Regions from separate parts of the Mus musculus genome. Here all the other regions are linked to region 3. A link is a contact called in public Hi-C and HiChIP or PLAC-seq data. All regions are on one chromosome and are shown on one strand. Each heading gives the region's core, a stretch centred on a gene start, on an enhancer-like site or on the middle of the called end of the contact. The rest is flanking DNA. Distances are from core to core; before and after follow the strand shown. Region 1 overlaps Dkk2 (dickkopf WNT signaling pathway inhibitor 2). Region 2 overlaps Gm29949 (a long non-coding RNA gene). Region 3 holds the start of Dkk2 (dickkopf WNT signaling pathway inhibitor 2).

The links. Hi-C and Micro-C count contacts between places; a contact is called where the count stands out from the background. HiChIP or PLAC-seq counts read pairs in DNA pulled down with a chosen protein or histone mark.
Region 1: a contact with region 3 is called in an HNF4G HiChIP or PLAC-seq map of pancreatic cancer cells. The contact joins the enhancer-like site here to the promoter of Dkk2 in region 3. A contact is called at or near these places in 1 of 39 promoter capture datasets (macrophages), 1 of 484 Hi-C or Micro-C datasets (bone marrow-derived macrophages) and 3 of 115 datasets of contacts at active chromatin or transcription factors (bone marrow-derived dendritic cells, embryonic fibroblasts and pancreatic cancer cells).
Region 2: a contact with region 3 is called in a Hi-C map of bone marrow-derived dendritic cells, with 2.9 times the contacts expected there. The contact joins the enhancer-like site here to the promoter of Dkk2 in region 3. A contact is called at or near these places in 5 of 484 Hi-C or Micro-C datasets (bone marrow-derived dendritic cells, bone marrow-derived macrophages, conventional dendritic cells and 2 more), 1 of 115 datasets of contacts at active chromatin or transcription factors (bone marrow-derived dendritic cells) and 1 of 9 other capture datasets (adipose tissue).

What each region holds. Positions count from the first base shown.
Region 1 is chr3:132,120,457-132,123,767 of GRCm38.p6, forward strand. All of the region lies in intron 1 of Dkk2 (dickkopf WNT signaling pathway inhibitor 2), which reads left to right. Among named protein-coding and RNA genes, the nearest start is that of Dkk2, 37 kb to the left of the region's middle. Within about 2 kb of position 1,770, at least 14 of the 459 cell types and tissues checked have an H3K27ac peak or open chromatin away from gene starts, as enhancers often do. A contact at or near this core is called in pancreatic cancer cells, where this site is marked.
Region 2 is chr3:132,027,860-132,030,824 of GRCm38.p6, forward strand. Gm29949 (a long non-coding RNA gene) reads left to right here. Exons shown (of 5, transcript XR_376091.2): 2 at 2,682-2,843. Among named protein-coding and RNA genes, the nearest start is that of Gm29949, 22 kb to the left of the region's middle. Within about 2 kb of position 1,417, at least 11 of the 459 cell types and tissues checked have an H3K27ac peak or open chromatin away from gene starts, as enhancers often do. A contact at or near this core is called in bone marrow-derived dendritic cells and bone marrow-derived macrophages, where this site is marked.
Region 3 is chr3:132,083,509-132,086,644 of GRCm38.p6, forward strand. It overlaps Dkk2 (dickkopf WNT signaling pathway inhibitor 2), which reads left to right and starts at 1,784. Exons shown (of 4, transcript NM_020265.4): 1 at 1,784-2,746. The coding sequence starts at 2,525.

The DNA.
Region 1 (3,311 bases), core at 520-3,019, 37 kb after region 3:
CACACAGACACACAAATACAGGCTCACACACAACCTGTTGAATCTACTTAGGGCTGCTTATATGTATGTGTTTAGGGATGACTAAATGGGACTGAATAACAAGTCTGAGGAGACTTGTTCCTGAACACATTCTCAGGCTCTGTATGTCTGTCTGCACATCTATCTCTCTGTGGTGCATGTGTCTGTCTGTCTTCCTCTCTCTCTTACACACACACACACACACACACACACACACACACACATCATTATTTACCTGTAGAACTTCACCTAGGTCTGGAGCCTTATGAGATTTACCCATCCCTGCTAGCCTATCAACTGGTATTGTCAGTGTTCAGGTTAAATACTCTTTTTTTCCTCCAGAAGAATTTAAAGCAAGATTGCTTGTTTGGGGACACCGCCTTTTGAAACTTCTGCTTGAAGCAAACTTGAAGGTGGCATGCAAGGCGATGAACTCTGTATGCTGTTCTTATGCCTCTGTGCCTTCACAGATTGTTCTTACATGTCTCCCTCTCTGTTGCTCTCCCCTTCCCCTGTTGCTATCTTGCTGGGTTCCTTTCTCAACCCAAGTAGTTCTTTCTTATCTTTTGCTCATACACCACGAATTCCATGATCCTATCTTGTTCGTCCCTTTCTCCCTTTTGGAAGATCTCTTTCCTCGCTCTCGTGGTCTCTCCTTTTTCCTCTCGTCATGGGCACACGGGCTGGCCCACTCGTGCAGCATGTACACTTGTGATTTTTCTTGTTAAATCAACTCACATTAAGACAGTGCCAACTCCACCATGTCACCAAGCATATGCCACTTTTCAAAGTTGAAACCAAACAAATTTCAAATACGGTGCCTTCAAAAATATATTAGAACACGGGCCACTTATTTTGTGGACCGAGAGTCTGGTCATCAGAGAAGAAAAGAGAAAGTTTCTCTGTGGATAGTTTCTGCCCTCTCTTGCCAGTTGTTCATTATTCTCCAGCCTCCGATTTAAATATTCACCAAGCGGGCATTTCATTTGCCTGGCGAGCTCTGGCTCTTCCTTGTTCCTGAGCAGTTCTGACAGCTTTAAGACTGTAACTCTAGAAATGGGAGCCTGCTGCTAAGCACCTGCACGTTCTCTCCATTACATCCTCCAGAAGAAAACAATAGCTGGGTAGGATTACACTCTAATGGAATAGACGCTCATTAACTAGGTACATTTAGTCAGATGCAATTTGGTAGACCAAAAAGGAAAAAAGGAAGAAGCTATTTAAAACAAGAAAGGCAAGTGGAAGCCTATTAAAACATGGTGGAGTGACTCATTTCATTCATAATCGTGGGCCCACACATGTATTTCAGGATACCTGGAGTCTTGGAGATTGTTGAGAATAGAAGTTAGATTTAGGTTACCACAAACTTTATCATGGCTGATGTTGGCTGTGGACTTTATATGCTCCTCTCCCCATTAATTTCTTTTTCAGATGAGACTGTAAAGAAGTTTTCATCTGCCTGGGTTAAAAGACGCGTTGAACTCCAGGGAAATTTGTAAATGCATCTCTTAGGCATCCACATAGCTGTTTGGCTCCAAATGATTTTGTTGATGCTCTCCTACATTTGGTGAGGGATTTTATCTATTTATGTATCTCATTGGTCTTTATTCTACAGTCACATACATAACTCAGTTAATAAGGAGTCAAAAATCATTTCACAGGATGTACAAACAATTGAATCTTTTAAACAGGAAAGAATGTCTGGCAGTAATAAAGTCTTGATGGGAAGCAACCAGTCACCCAGCACTTACTCACTGAGTAAACATTTACTGAGAGTCTGCTATCTGTTGCGTGCTTGTGTTGGGTGCTAAGGTTATGGAAAGGGCTTTGCTTTGCTTTATAAGGATGGTTGGAATAGTTATAAAATAGTCTACAGAATAATCTCTACAGCTAGAAGAACCAAGACCAGTGGTGGGCATTATAAATATTCAATCTTCAAGTTTGCATATGCATAAAATTTGTAAATATCATGGATTCTGTGGAAACCAATAGGATGTTTTTACTCATAGAAAGATCCAGCAGTGTGTAAAATATTGGGGGAAAAGTTATTGCTTCCACTCATTTCATCAATGACTTTCAATCATTTACTTTGGGCAAAATGAAAATTTGGTTTTCTGAGTTACCTTTAACCCTGCAGAGATGGTCTAAGCTCAGTATAGAACAGACGCTTTCCAGAGCCTGAAAACAAATCCGAGGAGGGAGAGAGCCAATCTCAGGCAGCTATTTCATCTTACTGCTTAAGCAAGAAAGCAGGTCACCAAAGGAATTGTGGAAAGCTGCCTCCGTGGCATGACCCTGCAATTTTGTACATGAGGTTAATCACCACATTTTACCCTCTCTTTGATGTCTAGGGACCAGAGTGCCTGTAACTTCCAAGGTCTGTCAAATTGAAAAATCTATGTGATGTCATAGAGTTTACCTTAGAACTCTAAGATCAAAGGGGTTTCATATAGCAACGTTTCCACACAGCACACTGAGCTCAGAGTCTTCTGTCTGTCTACTAGAAGGGTTTGGCTACCTTCCTGGAAATAGATGGAATCCTGAGTTGGCATTTGGAATCTCACAGTGTGTACCATTTTTCCCTTTGAGCTGTATATTCTTGCATAGATTAAACCTTATACAATTTTAGACTGAATTACACATATTACATATATGGGACAGTCCATGACTTCAAATAAAAAAAAAGGCAAATAGACATCAATACATATGCACTGTCCTTGGTTTTCATGACAAATGAAACCCTTTCAAAACAGACTTAAATAAAATAAATCATGGACCGAAAATATGGCCCAGGTAAAAGAGCATATTGATTTTGCAGTGAGAACCCAAGTTTGATGGGACCCTATATCAGTCATCTTCCAACACTCTGAAAGCATAGCTCTGGAAGAAGCAATGCCCCAGCCTCTGCACTCACAGTCATGTGCATACCGACTCCTCCCAAACACACTTGAATGGAAAAGAATCTTTTAAAAACTTCATGACAATTTCACCCCTTACGATCTCTTAATATCATATAATTAAAATTTAGGATTACTATTTACATGCTCAATAAAATTAAACTATGACCTCATTCTGCACACAAGACTGGTTTGTTCTCACTGGTACATTATTGAAAAACTGGGTATATTCATTTTGTTGAATTTTATTTCTGAATTTTTATTTTCATGAAGCAACAGAACATCTACTGAAAATTTAATCTGAAAACAAAACAAAAAAGAGAAAAGGACAACAAATGAGCCATTGGTGAAATTTCGAAGATATTTCATTATTCTCATATTCAATTTGTGATTCTT
Region 2 (2,965 bases), core at 167-2,666, 56 kb before region 3:
GAACAGTGGTTCTCAACTTTCCTAGTGCTACAGCCCTTTAATAGAGTTCATCATGTTGTGGGGACCCAGGGCCATAAAATTTCACTACTCATAAATTTTAGTATAAATATCTAATATGCAGATTATTGGATTTGGGACCCCTTTGAAAGTATTGTTTGTCTCCCAAGGGGGTCACACCCCACATGTAGAGAAGCAGTGCTCTAGAGACTTGTTGAGAAGGAATGAGTAATTGGGATACATAGGAAAAGTTAAAAGCAAATCAAAACATAATGAGTGTCTGAGGATTTCCATTGCTATGAAGAGACACTGTGGCTACAGCAACTCTTATAAAGGAAAATATTTAATTAGGGTTGGCTTATATAGTTCCTTGGTTTTCTCCATTGTCATCACGGCAGGGAGCATCGCAGTTTGCAGGCAGACTTCACACTACTGGAGAAGTACCTGAGAGTTCTTCATCCTGATCCAAGGACAGCAGGAAGAAAGAGTGACACTGGGCCTGGCTTGAGCATCTGAAACTTCAAAGCCCGCCCCCAGTGACACTTTCTTCAACAAAGCCACACCTACTCCAACAAGGCTATACCTCCTAATAGAACCACTACCTATGAGTCTATGGGGGGGGGGGGCGGCGGCGGCATTTTCCTTCAATTCACCACAATGAGTATGCTGGTTACAGAGGCAAAAACAGAGAGAGGCACTGTTAATGGATAGTGTTTGCTACCCATTATCTGGTTTGGCACATACAAGACACAGGCATCTTCTTTTTATTTTTCTATGAGCTCATTATTGTCATATCTGATTGTCTTATCAGGTCTAGAATTTTTAGAATCATGATCTGGGCACTAAACATGAGTTTGGTCAAGAAGGAGTAGGTACACCACTAGGCCGGCCCACTTACAGAAGAAAGCTCACACATATACTTGGGATCTTATATAGTAGCGTGCTCTGAAGATTATTCAGCTTTGAATCTGATTGTCTTTGCAAGACAGTGCCATTTTCACAGAGGGATTACCTTCATAGCTCCTTGCATTTCTTATTCTTTTAGACCATTTAACCAACTGGGTACCTGTGTATGTCTGCGATACGATTGTCATTTTGTACACACGATTACATGTTTTATTAATAGAGGCAAGCAAGGGTCCCTGACTGTTGTATTCACAAAAGCATTTATTAGCAACAAGTAGAGTTTTTGGAATGGTCTCCACTCCCAGTAATTATCTGTTAGGAAGTGTACTCTATAACATTCCTCCACGGACTCTATGCTTCTGTATCTACTTGGAAGGTTGAATAGAGCTGACACAAGTAATAAATGGTGGAATTTTTGAAAACTTTTCAGTGTTCAAATGTCAGAGAACAGAATGGAGACCCAAAACAAGGAAATGCCAATTAATATGAAGCTACCAAATATGCCTGAAAAGACATACAAAGGAGGATGTGAAAATGTGCGCTTATTTTCAGTTCCTACAGTTGGTCAGAGTAGTGAGGACTGAAGAATGAAAGTCGGGATGTTTGTCAGGGCACACTGTAAAGAAATAAAAGCCATTTCCTGATAGAGAAATTGCATCTGGTCACATATACATTCTTAAAGCAAACATGTGCCCTCGCCATACACACATTCCTAGAAGTATGTCCTGGGTGAAGCATCACCAGAAATGGAATCAGTTTTCATTTTCTTTTTCTTTTTTTCTTTTTTTTGGGTTTTTTTTTTTTTTTTTTTTTTTTTTGGTTTTTTCGAGACAGGGTTTCTCTGTATAGCCCTGGCTGTCCTGAAGCTCACTTTGTAGACCAGGCTGGCCTCGAACTCAGAAATCTGCCTGCCTCTGCCTCCCAAGTGCTGGGATTAAAGGCGTGTGCCACCACGCCCGGCAGTTTTCATTTTCAAAAGCTTTTGTCAACAGTGTGCATCAAAAGTGACTAGAAAAATGCAGATATGTTGGAACTGGCAACATACTTTTCACAAGAAGGAAATGGGTTTAGAAATAGGAAATAAAGAATAATAGTAATTAATAGAATTTATTTTGAGTAGATAAATAGTGGTTTCTCAGTGATCCGAGTTGATAGACCTTTGACTCAAGAAAGTAACAATAATCTATAAAAGTTTAAAGCCCCTGGAGTTTCACATCTGACAGTTGCATGTGTGTTGAGATCAGGAAATGAATGGAAAATCATCAGACTAAACTGCAAAGATACCACATGCCATGCACAAAGTACAGGTAGCACAAAAGGACAAAACAGCTCAAGACATTGTCTACTTTTCCGGCCAGCTTTGTTCCATACATTTTCTGTGCAACATGAGATGTGACTTTGATACAGCTTGAGTCTAGCACACAGATTCACCCAGAATCTGGTCCCTAGTGGTTTCTCAGTGATCCGAGTTGATAGACCTTTGACTCAAGAAAGTAACAATAAGCTGTAAAAGTTAGAAAGCCCCTGGAGTTTCACATCTGACAGTTGCATGTGTGTTGAGATCAGGAAATGAATGGATGGAACCAGCTGGTTCTGGTGGGTAGCTGATCCTTTAAGAAATGGACCCGCTAGGAGGTAATTGGTAATTGGAGTATTGATCTTGAAAAGGATTAACATAGTTCTTTGGAAGTCCATGGTTAGTCTCTAGGACAATGAGTTGTTTCACAAAAGAATGGCCCGAAACGTGAATCTTTCTCTGGTTTTCTGTTTGGCCACAGGATCCCTGGCTCTTATATGGTTCTCACCACCAGGCTGCCTGCCACGAAGCAGCACATCATGATGCCCCTTGCCAGAGGATGAATGGATGGAACCAGCAGATCTTTCATTAGCCTCTGACACTGAATGCCGAAAACTTTTCTCTATAAAGTAGCTAGCATTGGGTATGTTATTATAGCAAATAAAATGAGATCATTTATATGATTTGTAGACCATCTTTCCTTAAACACTATATGCACGATCATGTACTTACATACATATTCTTTTATACCATATATTGATACAC
Region 3 (3,136 bases), core at 534-3,033:
GAGGAGATAGAAGAGGCAAGGGGGGGGAAAGGGGTGGAGACAGGAGGATTACTAGCTTGGAGCCTAAGTTTGGGCAATGTAACTAGTATATGTCCTCAAGAATAAATCAAAAAGTAAATCAATCGATCAATCAATCAATCAATCAATAATCAATCAGCACATTTGTTTTACTTTAAGGCAATAGGCCAATCTGGAGAAAACGTGTTTTTATTTTCTAGTTGGTTGTGTATTTAAAAAAAAAAAAAAACCTCAAGGCATTGTGTGCATTGTGTATATGAAAATTTCTGGACAGGCTGACTCACAGGTCAGGAAAGTGAATAACCGACTCTGCCCAGGACCTCCCAGCTCTTGATGCACACCTTAAGTCTTGGCGTGCTTGGTGGAAAATATTAACGTCCTTACCCTTACCCCCTTCCCCTTAGCGTTAAATTAGAGTCCTGGACAGGTTGGTATATGCCAGAATTAGGTGTGAAAGAGGAGACCTAAACCTCAAAATTCTAGAGTGTGCTACTGGAGTCAGTTCATCACAGCGGACGACCTCTGTCTGACTCCATTTTGGCTCAAGGACACTGCTAGGGATTGCATGACTGAACTGCTAAAGACACAAGCAGCAACCTTTGCTCCTGGTCTCCTGGGTGACCAAACCTCTCCTAACCCAGAGCTTGCTGGCAAAGCTTGTCTCCTGCAGTGTTTGTGCTCCTGGCTGATTGCTGCTACTGGCGCCCCCAAGTGCTGCAAGCCAGTCAGCGCGTCAGAGTGGTTCGCTCGGTGGCCCTCTGCCTCTGTGGAACAGTGCAGAGAACTCCGAGCCTCAAAGACTGACTTGAAAGGCTAGCCAAGGCCTCCGGGCGGGGGAGGGGTGGGAGTGGGGGTGGGGGAACGAGCGGGGCAGCGCTCAAGAGGCAGGACCAGAAGTTTCTGGCCCACTTCACCACCCACCCGGTTCCCCATCAGGCTTTTTATTCTTGCCTGGGATTTCCTCTTTGCAGAGGACGCGTTGGCACCCTAAAAGTGCCTCATCAAGCCTTGAGGTAGCACAAGTCGGGTCATTATCCCCTTCCTCACTCCTTGTTTGGATTAAAGTGTAATGTGTATATCGGGTTGGGCGAGGGATGAGGAAAACAGAAAGATTCAAGCACTTCAACGGGGGAAGAATGGTCCCTTATTCCCCCTCCTCTTTCTTTGGTCTTTTCGCCCCTCTTCCTTTAGTCCTCTTGCCTCCCCCTTTGTTCATCTCCCCCCCCCTATTCGAAGCGGAACCCCATAAAGCACCTACAGCCAGACAGTCTCACACAGCACATTAACCGAGAGGCTCAGGCTAAAATCTAACTGGGCTGTACACAGTCCACCAAGTTAACTTGCAGATGTTCTCCAGAGCTTTTCCAGCGCTCCTAGCTGGAGGCTGAAGCTGGGTGGGAGAAGTAAGAAGCCATGGTTAGTGGCAGTCACCACAAATAGGGACAACTTTTCCTCTTCATTTCTGCCTGTTTCCAAACTCCCATTCACTCTCGGAGCTGTGATCGTCCAGGAAGAGCTTTCCCGTGTTCTTCTGGAGGTGAACCCCAAGTTTTTAGTTGTAGAGTGAAGGAGGGATGGGAGGGTAGGAAAGGTGAGAGGCAGGAGAGACAGCCTCAGAAAGAGCGCCTGCTGGGGGAAGGGGAGGCAAGCGGGAGCGTGGGGTGGGGGAGAGAAACGTTTTCACTCTTTGTCACTCTTGAATTGGGGGCGGAGGAAAACCCACTGAGGAAAGCTATAAAAAGCTAAGAGGGCGGGGGAGAGCAGCAAGAGAGCACTGGCCCTCCGCGCAGCGCATCACTGCTTCGCTGGCAGGGCTTAGTGGCCCCGTGTGAACCAAGGGACAACTCCTAACCGCACCAGTGGGAGTGCGCTTGCTGGGACCTCCGCTCGCCTCAGCTCTCCAGAGTCCGGTGGAGGGGTTGGGGGAGACTCTGATCACCAGTCACAAACCCCGCGGACCTGGAAAAGAGGGACTTGAGTGGTGCAAAGGTTGAGAGCTAAAGCACAGGAGAGGACAGAGGAGCAGAGGAGCCGGGGGAAACAAGAGAAAAGAAAGGAAGAAAAAGAAAAAGAAGCAGCAGCTGGGGAGAACCCTGTGCGCGGTTAAGGGAGGATTCCATCACCGCGGAAAATCGTGCAAAAGCGCAAAGGTGCTGAACACCAAACGAAGCCGGCAGGGCGATCTGCAGGGCTGGGTCTAACAGCACCTTGGGTCACGCCTCCTTGGCGAGAAGGCGTCTGGCCTTTGATTGCTTCCAGGGACTGCAGAACTTCCTGCCCGTCAGAGGAGCGGGTCTCGCTGGGGTCGCGTTTGCTCCAGGCTTGAGGCTTGAGACTAAGTTCTTAAGAGTCCCGAGTGTCTGATCCAGGAAGGGTTGGGGGAACTGTGTCTGTGAGGAGCCCACGCGCCCCACGTGAGGGGTTGAGTGTCGGCGGGCGTCCTCACTCCCCTGGCATTCCCATCTTTTCAGGGCTCCACCCAACTCCGGGAACCCCTTACCCGGAGATGGCCGCGCTGATGCGGGTCAAGGATTCATCCCGCTGCCTTCTCCTACTGGCCGCGGTGCTGATGGTGGAGAGCTCACAGCTAGGCAGCTCGCGGGCCAAACTCAACTCCATCAAGTCCTCTCTAGGAGGGGAGACTCCTGCTCAGTCAGCCAACCGATCTGCAGGCATGAACCAAGGACTGGCTTTCGGCGGCAGTAAGAAGGGCAAAAGCCTGGGGCAGGTAGGAAACCCCCCCAAACACACTCTTCAGCCAGGAGAGGTAGGGATCAGAGCTTTTGCATCTGCAGCTTGCCTTTGAGCCCTGCAAAAGTCAAAGCCTTGCCCAAGCCAGGTGTGGCGCTTCTGGCTATTTGGGAGGGGGTTGCTGAAGCTGGGTCTGCAGGGGTACCAGGACTTGGGTGTTTTGCTGGTCGCTGGGATGCTGGGTTACAGCGGGAGGTTTAGAGTTCTGTCTCATCTTTGTGTTGAGACATGAGTACTTTTAAAGATCTAGTGCGTTTCTTTGGCAAAGGGGCCAGAATGGTCCTTCCATCCAACAGGAGGCTGCAATGGATGTGAACAGGAGCTGACATAGCAAATGGGATGTGCTAGCCTTGATTCTAAGTGTTCA